Regions from separate parts of the Sus scrofa genome. Here region 1 is linked to region 2. The links are chromatin contacts, called in public HiChIP or PLAC-seq maps. All regions are on one chromosome and are shown on one strand. The core of a region is the stretch at or near the end of the contact, and the rest is flanking DNA. Distances in the headings are between cores, read along the strand shown.

What was found. HiChIP or PLAC-seq counts read pairs in DNA pulled down with a chosen protein or histone mark.
Region 1: a contact with region 2 is called in an H3K27ac HiChIP or PLAC-seq map of alveolar macrophages. The contact joins the promoter of TBPL1 here to the promoter of SLC2A12 in region 2. A contact is called at or near these places in 14 of 47 Hi-C or Micro-C datasets (adipocytes, embryonic fibroblasts, fetal heart ventricle and 8 more) and 2 of 2 datasets of contacts at active chromatin or transcription factors (alveolar macrophages and skeletal muscle).

What each region holds. Positions count from the first base shown.
Region 1 is chr1:29,934,623-29,940,831 of Sscrofa11.1, reverse strand. TBPL1 (TATA box-binding protein-like protein 1) reads left to right here and starts at 4,059. Exons shown (of 7, transcript XM_003121192.5): 1 at 4,059-4,350.
Region 2 is chr1:29,831,886-29,837,781 of Sscrofa11.1, reverse strand. SLC2A12 (solute carrier family 2, facilitated glucose transporter member 12) reads right to left here and starts at 1,781. Exons shown (of 5, transcript XM_003121191.6): 1 at 1,508-1,781. The coding sequence starts at 1,622.

The DNA of each region.
Region 1 (6,209 bases), core at 2,810-5,309, 100 kb before region 2:
AGAGGCAAAAAGAGTGAATTTGCAACGAAGAGCCATAACTCAATTACAGTACAGATACTATATAGTTGCCCTCGCTTAGCTCAGAAACCCCCTGCTCTATTGATCACTGCGGCTCTTGCACCTCCCATTGGGACCCACATTAGATTGGAGGTAAGTAAAGAGTAGAAGTAGTTTCTCCACATGGGAAGCAAGAGTACTCTTCCCAAAGAAGAAAGGAGTTCCAGGTGGACAAAACAACAAATGTTCCCTTCACATCAGCTTTGGCTATTCAGTGCATGCATGCGCCCCCGCCCCCCCCCACAACGCACAATTTTCTCCGTATCTATAGTTTCTGTTAACATAAAGCAATGATCCCATATGCAATTGAAAATGTACTCAATCCGTACCCAGATGAAAATTCAAAATCATATCCCACCCAAATTCTATGTCTTTTATATAGTCAGTCTCGATCAAGTCCAGATGTAGCTAAGTGATGAATAACAAATTTTCCCCCAATGCACAAATACACAGTAAAGGAGTGGGGGATGGGATAACCAAAATGATGAGAAACGGCAAAAAGGAGACGCCAAATGCATGTAACCACACCATGTCAGCCAAGAGTAATAAGGGTAAGTAAGAAGGACCTCGCTTCTCCAGCAGAGAACTGAGATTTTTGGTCCGCCAATAAAGTGCCAAGATTTCCTTTGTCTCTTATCCTTAAAGACCCTGCCTTAGAGGAGTAGTAAGAAGGAATCTCCTGGGACTGGCTCAGCAATCAAATTCATCTTTCTACAGATATGAAGACCAGGACATCATCTTTGAGACGGACACCAGTGGATGCCTTTTGCCAGGCTGAGGACTTTCTGGCAATACCTTAAAGCTCATTTGGATACCAATCAATGTCATTTGGGGGAAACCCATTAGCTTGTTATCAGAAATCTCACTGAGACATAAGCTTTGAATACAGACTTTGCCCTTCCTGCTTCTATCTCTTGGAAACTGGCCTGGCAACTTTATCACTCTCCCTAGATCTTAGCTCACTATCTTTGTCCTATATAGACTCTATCTGAGGACAGAGGGAGGGAACAGCTGGGGTCATAAAGCCAGGTCATAGAATCAGACTCTCTCCTTTGAGCTGCATACAACTCACCTGCCATAATGGGAGGAATTACTTTTTCAATTCGTAAGAGTGCACAGCAGGAGATATTTGAGAAGAATCCTGGGAACTGAGAATCCCTGACTCTACTGCTCTATTGGGAGACTGCATTCCTAGTTAGTGTTAACTTTACCTGGGGCAGGTGGTTTTCTCAATTGGCAGAGTAGATATTATCTGATCCCTACCAGTATAGGGATAACAAACCACTGGCAGAAAGCACTCCTCGTAGTGATGCTGTTTAAGTACCGCCCCGCTGCCTGTCTCTTCAGAAGGGCCATGCCGAACCACAGTTTGTCTCTCTCAAAGCCCCAAGCGAAGCAAGCAGTAGTCAACTGCTTGATTTTTCCAATAGCCTAGTTTTTTTAACCAAGTTCATAAAGCTTGAGCCTCAGTGGGCATAACCTTAGTGAAGGACCAATTTTTTTTTTATTTTAGTTACCAAGCCAACACAGACAAATGCTTTCATAAATCAAAACTGCATGCTTAGATGTCACAGTAATGTCACAGTACTGCAAATTTCAAAATGTTCCTTTTGATTTATCTACCTATTTCATTGCTTATCAGTACAGCTTACACACTGGCTTTGGTCTGTACATCATATTTTAAGTAGTACTGATCTGATAAAGCTCACTATTTTCCCAACCTAAGTATCAATTTCTATATTAATCAAAAGTCTTGGTTCAGAACATACACTGTATATTCTAACCTTACCTCACACCCGAATAATATCATATCCTTACCTGGATCTTGAATAATGGAGCACATTAGAAGGCCTGTGAAGCCCATGGGCTTTACCTCATTGTCTTACTTCTTTCACCTCGAAATGAATTCCTTCGTCAGAGGAACAGTGTTTGAGCTAATGGGACAGTATACAAACATTCAATAAGCCTATGGAGAATCACGCCTGCAGTAAAATCAAACCCAGGTCCAGAATGGGGAAAGATAGTAATGAGACAAACTATTGACTGATCTGTGACAAATGGGGAGTCCAAAGTAACTGACATGCTTGATACCAGGCCTCCTGCAGGAGGGGCTTCACAAAGACCTTAGTCATCATTGAGCAAAAGTGACTTTTCACTAGTGGCAGTAAGCATTGGAACAGAGTCTTCCCCCTGCCATTTCCTTGGTAAGTCAGACCATGTCACTCTACAGCTGAAAACTCTACATTTTCCCTAGCACTTGAAAGAAAATCCAAACTCCCTTCTACACGGTTCAATGCCTTCGTTTCTCTCCAACCTCATCTCACGTCCTCTTGCCCTTGTTCTGATAGTGATGCCCCATTCACGCTTGTATTCCAGCACAGCAAACTCAGCCTAGCCTGTTCCCTCTGCTTGGAACACTATGTGCATCCCTTCTACTCCCATCCCTCTCAGCTAACACGTGAAATGTTACTCCTGAAAGTGATCGGCCCCTACCACACTGACATTACTTTCTAACCCAGTCTCTTGTTCATTTTCTTCATTACACCTAATAAAGGCTACAATAATTTAATATTAATTAGTACAGAAATTGAAAGAAAATGGAAATTCCGTAACTCTACAGTGCTTTTAAAAGCTCAGATATTTACTGAACACTGAGTGGGAAGCAAAAGAGCTAAAGTTATCCTTGAAGATCATATAAGTAGACCTTAGGTAGATCTTTTGGTTAAGTGAAATAACAAATTGTTGTCTACTCCCAAATCCCCCAGAAATCGACCCAGGTCTTCTCTTTCAAAAGGGCTGTGGTGTTACCATTTTTCACGCTCAATTCAGATTCACACCAAACAGAGACCAGGTACACCTGAGCCCGCTTCACGGCCTTTTATAAAATCAGAACTGCCCATTAGTCTCATCTAGGGCCAGAGGCTTCTTCTGACTGCAGGCCAGCTATGGAGCATAGGCCTGCGCCGGCCTAGGAAGGCAGCTGCGGGGGCTCGGGGTTCCAAGCTGCCTGGAGCTCCGGGGGCCGTTACTTCGGTCTCGCTCCCGCAGGCAGTGCCTTTCAAGTCACCCCCCGAAGGGCCCCGAGGGCCCCAGCTTGGCGGTTCAAACTAGCGACTGCACGCCCCTCGGGGTTCGCCCGGATCATTCCAAGGCTACTTCGGCGCAGAGCCGAGAAGGGTCTCACTCCCAGGCGGCCAGCTTCCTCGTGAGCCGAGCCGCCGCGACTCCTGCGCAGCATCTCAGTCCCAGCCTGCAGCTGCCCTCTGCCACCTCCCATCCTTCTTGGATCCGGCTACGGGTAAAAGCCTCTGAAGTGCCTCCCCGCTCCCAAGGCAGAGTCTTGACTGCAAAGCCCGAGTAAGGAATATCATAGGGACAGGCGACAGAAGTGTGACCTAAACTCCCTGCGTTATCTATCTATCTATATCCATCCATTCTATCAGTCCATCCGTATATCCACCCTTTCACATCCCAACGCTAAGATTATAATTCCGTAATGAGAGCGTGATCGCGGTGCCGGAAACGCGTTTAACTGAAAAAGCTAAGTAGGACCCTTTTCAGATAAGACAGTATCTTTGCTAGAAATAATAAGACAGATTTAGTTGCTAAGGTCTAGCTTCGCTAACAATGTTGAACGGTGGACCTTTTCTAGAAATTGAATGAGCTAACGAGAAAGTTCTAAGGTTTTGGCCAAAAAAAAAAAAATCGTTCATATTACACTGTACGCCAGAAATCACGTACTCATGTTTACCTACCAGCTAAAAATGTACAAGGGATACATAGTTCTTCGGAAATCTTTTAAGCAGTTCTCAAGCAAAAAAAGAAAAAGTCTAGCCTAATCACACCTTCCCCCTCATTACCCTACTTCGCCAAGCTCGTAGGCAGGCGGAGTCAGATCTGGGCACCAGGAAGGAGGAAGGGAAAGTGGGGGAAGGGGCGGGGGGGAAAGTGCTGGGAGCAGTGAAAGCCGGAAGTGAGCGGCTAGCGAGGCATCTAGGGGCGCCCTGTCCGGCGGCGCTCTAGCCTCCGCGCGGTGTCTCTATGCTCCCCCGCGTCTAGTCTATTTATTGTCGCGGGGAAGCGGCGGCCGCCCCGTACCCGGAACAACAAAGCGAGAAAGACGGAGCCCGAGCCTTGGGGGCTCCTAGCAACGGGCCGGGGCGGGAGTTCCATGGAGACTGGGGAGCGCGCCCGCCTCATCATCATCCTTGTCCTCCAGCTTATCCTTCGCGTCCGCCGAAACCGGCAGCAGCGCTGCCGCCGCGTCCTCTGCCGCCGCCCGCTCTTCCCACGGTAACCCAGTCGGCGACTCTGGGCGGGGGGAGCGCGGGCGACCGGGCGGCCTGAGTGCCGGTTGCGGGGCGGGTGTGTGCGGAACCGGAGGCAGTGCTGCGGGTGGGGTGTGCGGGGGCGGATGCCTGGAGGAGAGGAGCTCAGATGCGGGAAATCAGTCTGGGGTACGAGGGAGGCTCCAGTACTTAGGAAGACAGGGTGATATTTGGGGATCTCATCAGGGATAACGGGGTGGGGGTGGGGCGTCACTGCCTAGGAGCGTTATCCAGCGGAGTAGAGGATAAGAAAAGAGGGGTTTTGTTTTTCCTCTTAAGCCACCACTGGGAAAGATAGGAGAAGGGAGATTCCCCATCTGTGGAGCCCTCACCCAGGAGCACAGAAATCGGGCAAAGATGCTAGGGGTCCGTTGCTTCCCAGAAAACTTCCAGCGGCCTCTCCCGCGGCGGGAAGGCTCCCAAATTACATCTTTGTCGGTTCCTGGTTTTGGCAATGCAACAGCCCCGTTTAATTTTATTATTATTGTTATTATTAGTGGTAGTATTAACCAAAATTAGGCTTGATGAAGAAGGATCCGGAACTGAGCAAGGTAAAATGAAGAGTAGGTAGGGCTAAGCAGGGTTGAGAGTCGGGATTTAGCGCATAATGATTGCCAGTAAGAGCCCTAAAGTAAATTTAATTGGGAATGATGGTTTTTAAACTCCTTCTGCCGCGATGTGCATCTGCGGGCGCTGCCAGTGTTCTCGTTGCAATAGGATTCAGGCTGCAGCCAATCCACATCTGTGAGCTCTCTGACTGCATCTGTCACCTGCAGTTCCAAAGCAACACTGGCAGTTAACCAGCGTGGGCTTGTGTATATAGGGTTAAGAACAGTGCTTTAAAATTGGCTCAAGGAAAGAAAAGGAAACAAGCTTGGTGTGATTTTTTGTGTGAAGAAACAATGACAGATTCCCTGGGGAAATTGAAAAAGAGAAATATGAGAAGGTTCAGCTATTCTAGCATAATCTGCAGTCTCTTTGCAAGTTTGAGAATATGGTAGTTCATTCAAATACAGAAAGGACTTTTATCAGTATGTGATTTAAAGAATTATTCACAGTTGATATGTCTGGTTAAATACTCACCAGTTTATGCTATCTCTTTCAGCCTTGCATCTCTAACTACTTAATGGTTTTTATGCTTTCCAAAACCATTCTAGGTCAGTAAATGAGGTTTTCCTGTGGCATAATGAAGTGGCCATTTATACATACTACAGTAATGCCATTTTTGTATCCAGTGGGAACAAAGCTTTCTATATAAAGTGTATATAAAGTTGAAGATTAAAGATGAACATAAAATTGATAAATCACGGGGGTTATGTCAACCATAGTTTCCGCTTGTCCCTTACCTTTTCCCCTAAGCCTGGTTTGTCTTAAACAAAAAGCTTTCATTTCCCCAGCCCCCACTTTTTGTGCTCTGCCCTCAAAATCAGTCTCAGAAACAGAAATGATGTGTTGCTTTGTGCTCTTGATTGGTTGATGCCAGAACAGAGTTTTGACTCGGGCATTTTCACAGAATTGAGGTTGAGCATCTCTTGTTAAAGGAATGTCACATATGTGCAAAAGAGTGTGGGCAGTTCCTTTAACAAAGAGTGGAAGTATAAGCATTGGGAAACTTAGAATTTCATTTTGAGCTCTTAAAAGAAAAACCTAATGGTGTCATCTTTAGGTTAATGAGTCAAGGACTTTTGCTTAATCTCTTCATGTAGCTGTACCTCTGTGAAGGTGGTGCTGGAAACGACCACACTTGAGGCTGTTGAATCCCAGGATTTTCATAGTGAATATGAGACTTAGTGAGTTCCTTACCTCTTAGGGCTGCCATCACAC
Region 2 (5,896 bases), core at 532-3,031:
TTCTTTGTGATATTTATCGTTGACTATATAGTTACCCCCCTTTTTTTTTCTTTTTAGGCTGCCCCTGCAGCATATGGAAGTTCCCAAGCTAGGGGTTGATTCGGAGCTGCATCCATTGGCCTACACCACAGCCACCGCGACGCCAGATCTGAGCTGCCTCTGCAAACTATGCCACTGCTTATGGCAACACCAGATCCTTAACCCTCTGAGCGAGGCTGCATCCTCAGGGATATAGTTGGATTTTTAACCCACTGAGCCACAACAGGAACTCCCTAACCCATTTGTTGATATCACCATCTCAGCTCGCCCTACAACTCAATCTTGTCGGAATTCAGAGAGAAGAACTTGGCCGCTCTTTCTCTTTACCTCCAGTGCCAGTTGCCTTTGTCTGCTCTTAGACTTAGGAACCAAAGATCGCACTTAGAGAGAAAGGCAAAGAAGAGAGGCCTGGGCCCACAGAAAGGTGACCCTAGATATTGATTCTTGATTAGAAGGTCGGAAGCGGAGGCAGGCTGAGTGGGGGGGGGGGCAGCTCGTGCCTCTCTGACAGGGGTCGTGGAGTCAATTCCAAGATCAGACAAACCCACGATGCAAACATAAATATACAGATCCTTCCCAAGGTGAAAGGTAAATCCCTTTTGTATCGTTTAGTGTTTTGGACCATTCATGAAATTCCAATATATGGCCTGGGACAGTATTACTGATTACAGGGAGCAGAGCGGAGGGAAGCAGTGGGAAGGAGACCTTATTTGTGTTTGATTTCATTTCGTGTTATGATGAGTTTCTATTGCTTTGATTACAAACGAACCGACTAGGGAGAGGCGACTAAAAGTGTGCCAGGTGTCTGTGAAAATTGTAAATGTGGAAGCCAAGAAAGGCAGTGGATTTAACAAAGAGAACAAATGAATTAAAACTTTTCCAAATTTCACCTCTGGAAGGAAGAGTATGACATAAACCTCAATCCGAAAGTCCAGTTTTAAAGAAAGCAGGCACAAGGAAGCAGAGATTTTAGGGTGTAAATAATGCTCACATTCATTACAAACAGATGCTGGGAACTTAAAAAGAAAGTTGTGTTTGATGATTATGTAACTAATAATTTTATGAAGCCTCCTTAAAATGTTTTTTTAAAAATGGTGGTTGTAAAGCCCAGTTGTTATGGATTATCTGTTTGGGACAATAACTGGAAAAGTGTGTGTATGTGTACATGGGTGCGTTTGCACGTGTAATTCTCTTGCCAAACAATTTCCCCAAATGAAAAAGATTTATACATCATGTGGTCAAAACGGAGGATGAGACCCGGCTGATGAGTAGCGAGACTTCAATCTTCACGTTAGAGCTCCTTGTCATTCCTCCCACCAGATCCTGTCCCCTCTTCTGCAGGCACCTAGCAAGCTCACGTGTACACACACACGCACACGCACGCATACACACACACACACACACACAGTGAGACACGCATCCAGCTGGCTCCTCTCGCGGTTCCCCGCGCCTGGCTGCCTCGCTTTACCTCTCGCCCAGGGAGGATGCCGGCCGCCGCTGGCTCTGTCGCTGCCATCAGTCTCGGCTGCTCGCCCCTTCGGTTTCAGCAGACTGGGGCCCTCTGCGTTTTCAACAGGTACCATGGTCACGTAGAAGTTACAGCCGTTCCCTCGGCACCAAACCACCCCGACTTCCCCCACTGACAGAAGCAGTCACTTTCCCCATGGTCGCATGCTAAAGAAAGGTGAAAGGAAAAAAAAAAAAAAAAAAAAAAAAAAAAAAAAAAAACTTCGGGCAAAGCCAATGTGATTTGTGACCAACTTTGTTTCTATTTCCGAAAGCTTTGCCCTTTTCGGTGACACAGGCTGTTGCTATTCCAAGCAGCCTATCACAGGCAGTGGGAGGGCCGAACCTCAGAGGATTGTTTTTGCCTTCAGATGCAGAGTTGGAAGCCGAGGGTTTCCAGGCTTGGGAACTGACAGCGTTTGGCCACTAGCTGGGGGGTAGTTAGCTCTTGTATTCCTGCACCTTTGAAAAGAGGCAGAGAAAAGAAACAGGCAGATGCAAACGGCAGGCTCAGTGCGAGGGCCCAGGAGACTCCCAGATGGTGTTAGTTAATCTTGCAGAGGCAGGAACAGTTTCTGCAAAGACATTCCAGAAGGGAGAGTGTGTCAAATTTTCAGCCAAGAGTGTTATGCCCAGAGAGTCGTGGCACGTCTGACACTTCACAGCTTCAACAAAGCACGAAACAGTATCTTTGTTTCAACCTGATTTTGCCCTAGGTGAATGCCTCCTTCACTCTCTCTCTCCAAGACCTGTCAAACAAATCAAGGCCTGAGACGGAGAGTATGGAAACTCAGAATGTACAGATTGTTGGGACTTTTTTGTAGCCTGCTGTTACAGCAAAGTAATCCAGTTTATTTATGCATAGTTGTCTTTAAGGGAGGAACTATCCCAGAGTCTTCTGTTGCTTGTGTGATAGCCTTCTAGTAGGAGGAGGAGGGTATGTCCAACTCAGAGAGACCAGACTAAATGGGTCTTTGTGTGGGTGTGGCATCATCCCATCGTCATCCAATCGGAAACAAAATCAGGGCTGGAGAAGAAGAATATATCTTCCCCCCTGATTTGTGACTATATTTATAGAAAAGTCCTTATAGCGTTATGACATTTTACCTTCAGTTATATATTTAGCAAATCATATTTATTGAAAAAAGAAGAGAAATTGGGATCCTTTTAGAAAAGCTTAAAGAGTGAAAACCAAAATTTATGGAGCACTAATTATGTGCCAGAAATTATGCTAAGGGCATTAACTCAAATGATTCTTTTGAAAAAAAAACCTAAAACAAAACAAAACGACAACTTGTGAGGCAGGTACCCATGTTACAGAGCAGAAAATAGAGGCTAAGTGACTTATCTCTAACATCACAACTAGTCAGGCAGGGAGCTGAGACCACGAAGCCACGTGGTCTAATGCAGTAATTCTCCCATAGCCTAACTCTCCCAGCCTTGTCCTTCTCTGATTTTCTCTGTTTCCTTCCCTGCCACCCGTTCTTGACCTAAAGAAGATGCCATGAGATACAGCTTTGCGTTCTAGTCATTCCTCTGGACAGAGAAACGAGCTTGTGCTAGTATGGGCAGAAGGTGAACCAGGCAGAACTCACTTCCTGCATTTCGTGCTGGATCCTAACACGGCTCTCAGTTAACTCATCATTTGTACATTTCCTTTGCTCATCATTAGATGTTTCTGTACCTTTCTTATCCCTCAGATAATAAAATAGCAAACGGAAACAAACCTGAACATTTCAACTAGTATTTATGATGCACCTGCCACATGTTTACAGCTTGTGCTGGAAAATAGAAGTTCTCTCTCTCTCTTTTTTTTGACATAATGGAAGTTTCCAGGCTAGGGGTGGAAGGTGAGCTGCAGCCGCCCGCTTACACTACAGCCACAGCAATGCCAGATTCAAGCCTCGTCTGTGACCTACATCACAGCTCACGGCAACGCTGGATCCTTAACCAACTGAGCGAGTCCTCATGGATTCTAGTTGGGTTTGTTTCTGCTGAGCCACAACAGGAGCTCTGGGAAATGGACGTTCTTTAAGCATCGCCCAGCCCCTTTCTGATTACATACAAGGTGAATGAAATCCTACAGATCAGCTTGTTCCCACTAAAGCATGTGGGCTACAATGATGCTTTGGTTTTTCTTTGTTCTCAGAATGTGTTATCATTGTAGGAGCAACAGTTTTATCCCTGAGACACACTCATTTCTCTCGGGCTCTCTGTATTCTCTTGGCTTCTTTTGGCTCAAAATCCGCACCTCATGGGGGGCCATGTTCTTGCCATGGATCTGCTGTATCAGTGCTTTGTTTGATGATCTCAGGCTCTGTGTCTCCAGCAGCTTCTTGGCACCACGGACATGTTGGGGTATTTGCTTGTAGTCTTTGACCAGACAAGATAAACCTAATTCCAGAATTCCTTACTATGGTGAAGACCCATTCAGCTATTTGCACATTGCTTTCTGTAGTGAACCACACAGAAACTCCTAGGGCATAAACCAATGAGAAATCTGAAGGAATAAGCACACAACGTGATTGCCTACATGGCTCCTGGTTCACCTCATTCTGCCCTCAGTCCATTGTTGATCTGATGTAGGCCACTGGCTCTCCCAGTCTCTGTTCTGTGCTCCTTTACTCTCTTAACTCGTAGAACAGTTAAGGAGAAAAATTCTTTTTGTCCAGGGTAGAGGGAGATATTCTCCGCCTGAATTTCCTGGAAAACCCCATACTTCTTCACAGTATTTGCACACATATAATGTTGCAGTTTTATTATATTTACACTCAGTGATTTGTTTAAATTTGCCTTTTCTACTAGATAGCAAGCTGCATGAGAGAGCAGACCATATCTGTTTATGGCATTCCAAGTGCTGGGCCCAGAGTGAACAGTCAGTAAATATTTGCTGGCTACCAGCTAGCAGACTAATCCTGTTCTTCCAGCTAACTTTTTCTTTTCTTTTTTTCTTTTTTCTTTCTTTTTTTTTGTTTTTTGTTTTTTGTTTGCTTTTTAGTGTTGCACCCATGGCGCATATGGAAGTTCCCAGGTTAGGGGTTACATTGGAGCTGCAGCTGCCAGCCTACGCCACAGCCACAGTAACACGGGATCTAAGCTGCGTCTGGGACCTACACTACATCTCACAGCAACACTGGATCTTTAACCCACTGAGTGAGAGAGACCAGGGATTGAACTTGAGTCCTCGTGGATACTAGTTGGTTTCGTTATCACTGAGCCACAATGGAAATTCCCAATCCAGCTAACTTTAGCCTGACTAGAGTGTAAGCTCCACAAGGGCAGACACCTGTGTCTGTCCCAGGTACTAGTCCATCTCTGCGTCCCCAGCTCCCAGCACAGTGCCAGGCATACAGCAGACCCTCGATAAATAAGTGTCAATTAAACGAGGGCTTCCAAATGGAGAGTGAGCTGGATAACTATGTAGGTTTTTTTTTTTTTTTTAATTCATTTGATGATTGTCTATAACACTTTGTCCTTTCTCTCTCCTTTCTGTTACCCTCTTTAGAGTAAGTATCGCCGCAGGTTGTCCCCTCCTTAAGGAGTCGGAGCTACTACTGTCGTTAAAAGTTGTTTCTCCACTTAAGGCACATCTAAACTGTCAGCAGACAGTCTTTTCTCCATAACCCTGATACTTTTGCTACATTTCATTTCAGACCACCTGCTCGTAGGCAATGTCATCAAATCCAAAAAAAAGGTATTATGGCAAGACAAATAAGGGGGGTGTGTGTGAAAGAGATGGCCAGCAGTATTGCAAGGCTGTGGACCATCTACTTTGTATAAACTAGACCTACTTTTTTTTTTTTTTTTTTTTTTTGGTGATTTGTCTTAAATTCACAACGATTAGGTGAAGTAAACCCTCTTCCTTCCATTTTGCAGAAATTGAAGCAGAGAAGTTTATGAAACATGTCCCAGATCAAAAAACACTTTCCAGTGTTTCATTCTGAAAACGTTCAATCATACAGGAAAACCCAGATTCTATAATCCACATTTTTGCTATGCTTGCTCTTTCACCAATGTATCTGTGTGTCAATCCCGCTGTCCACCCATTGATCCATCTTAGTTTCTATGCCCTTCAAATAAGTTGAAATAATTTGGTATGTGTATCATTAACTCGAGTTCAGTACTTGTTTAGGTTCTTTTTTTTTTTTCTTTGAGATATTTGACCTACAAATCCTAAGGATAGCCTTATATAAATTCAGAAAAAATATACAGACACTTCAAATCTGTACTAAGTTTCAGAACACGACCAGCATCCTAGAAAGTTCCTTTATGTCTCATCTGAGTAAATTTCCAGATTACTCAGAGGTCTGAGTACAACCTCTAGAAACAATCAATGTTCGCATTTTCTTCC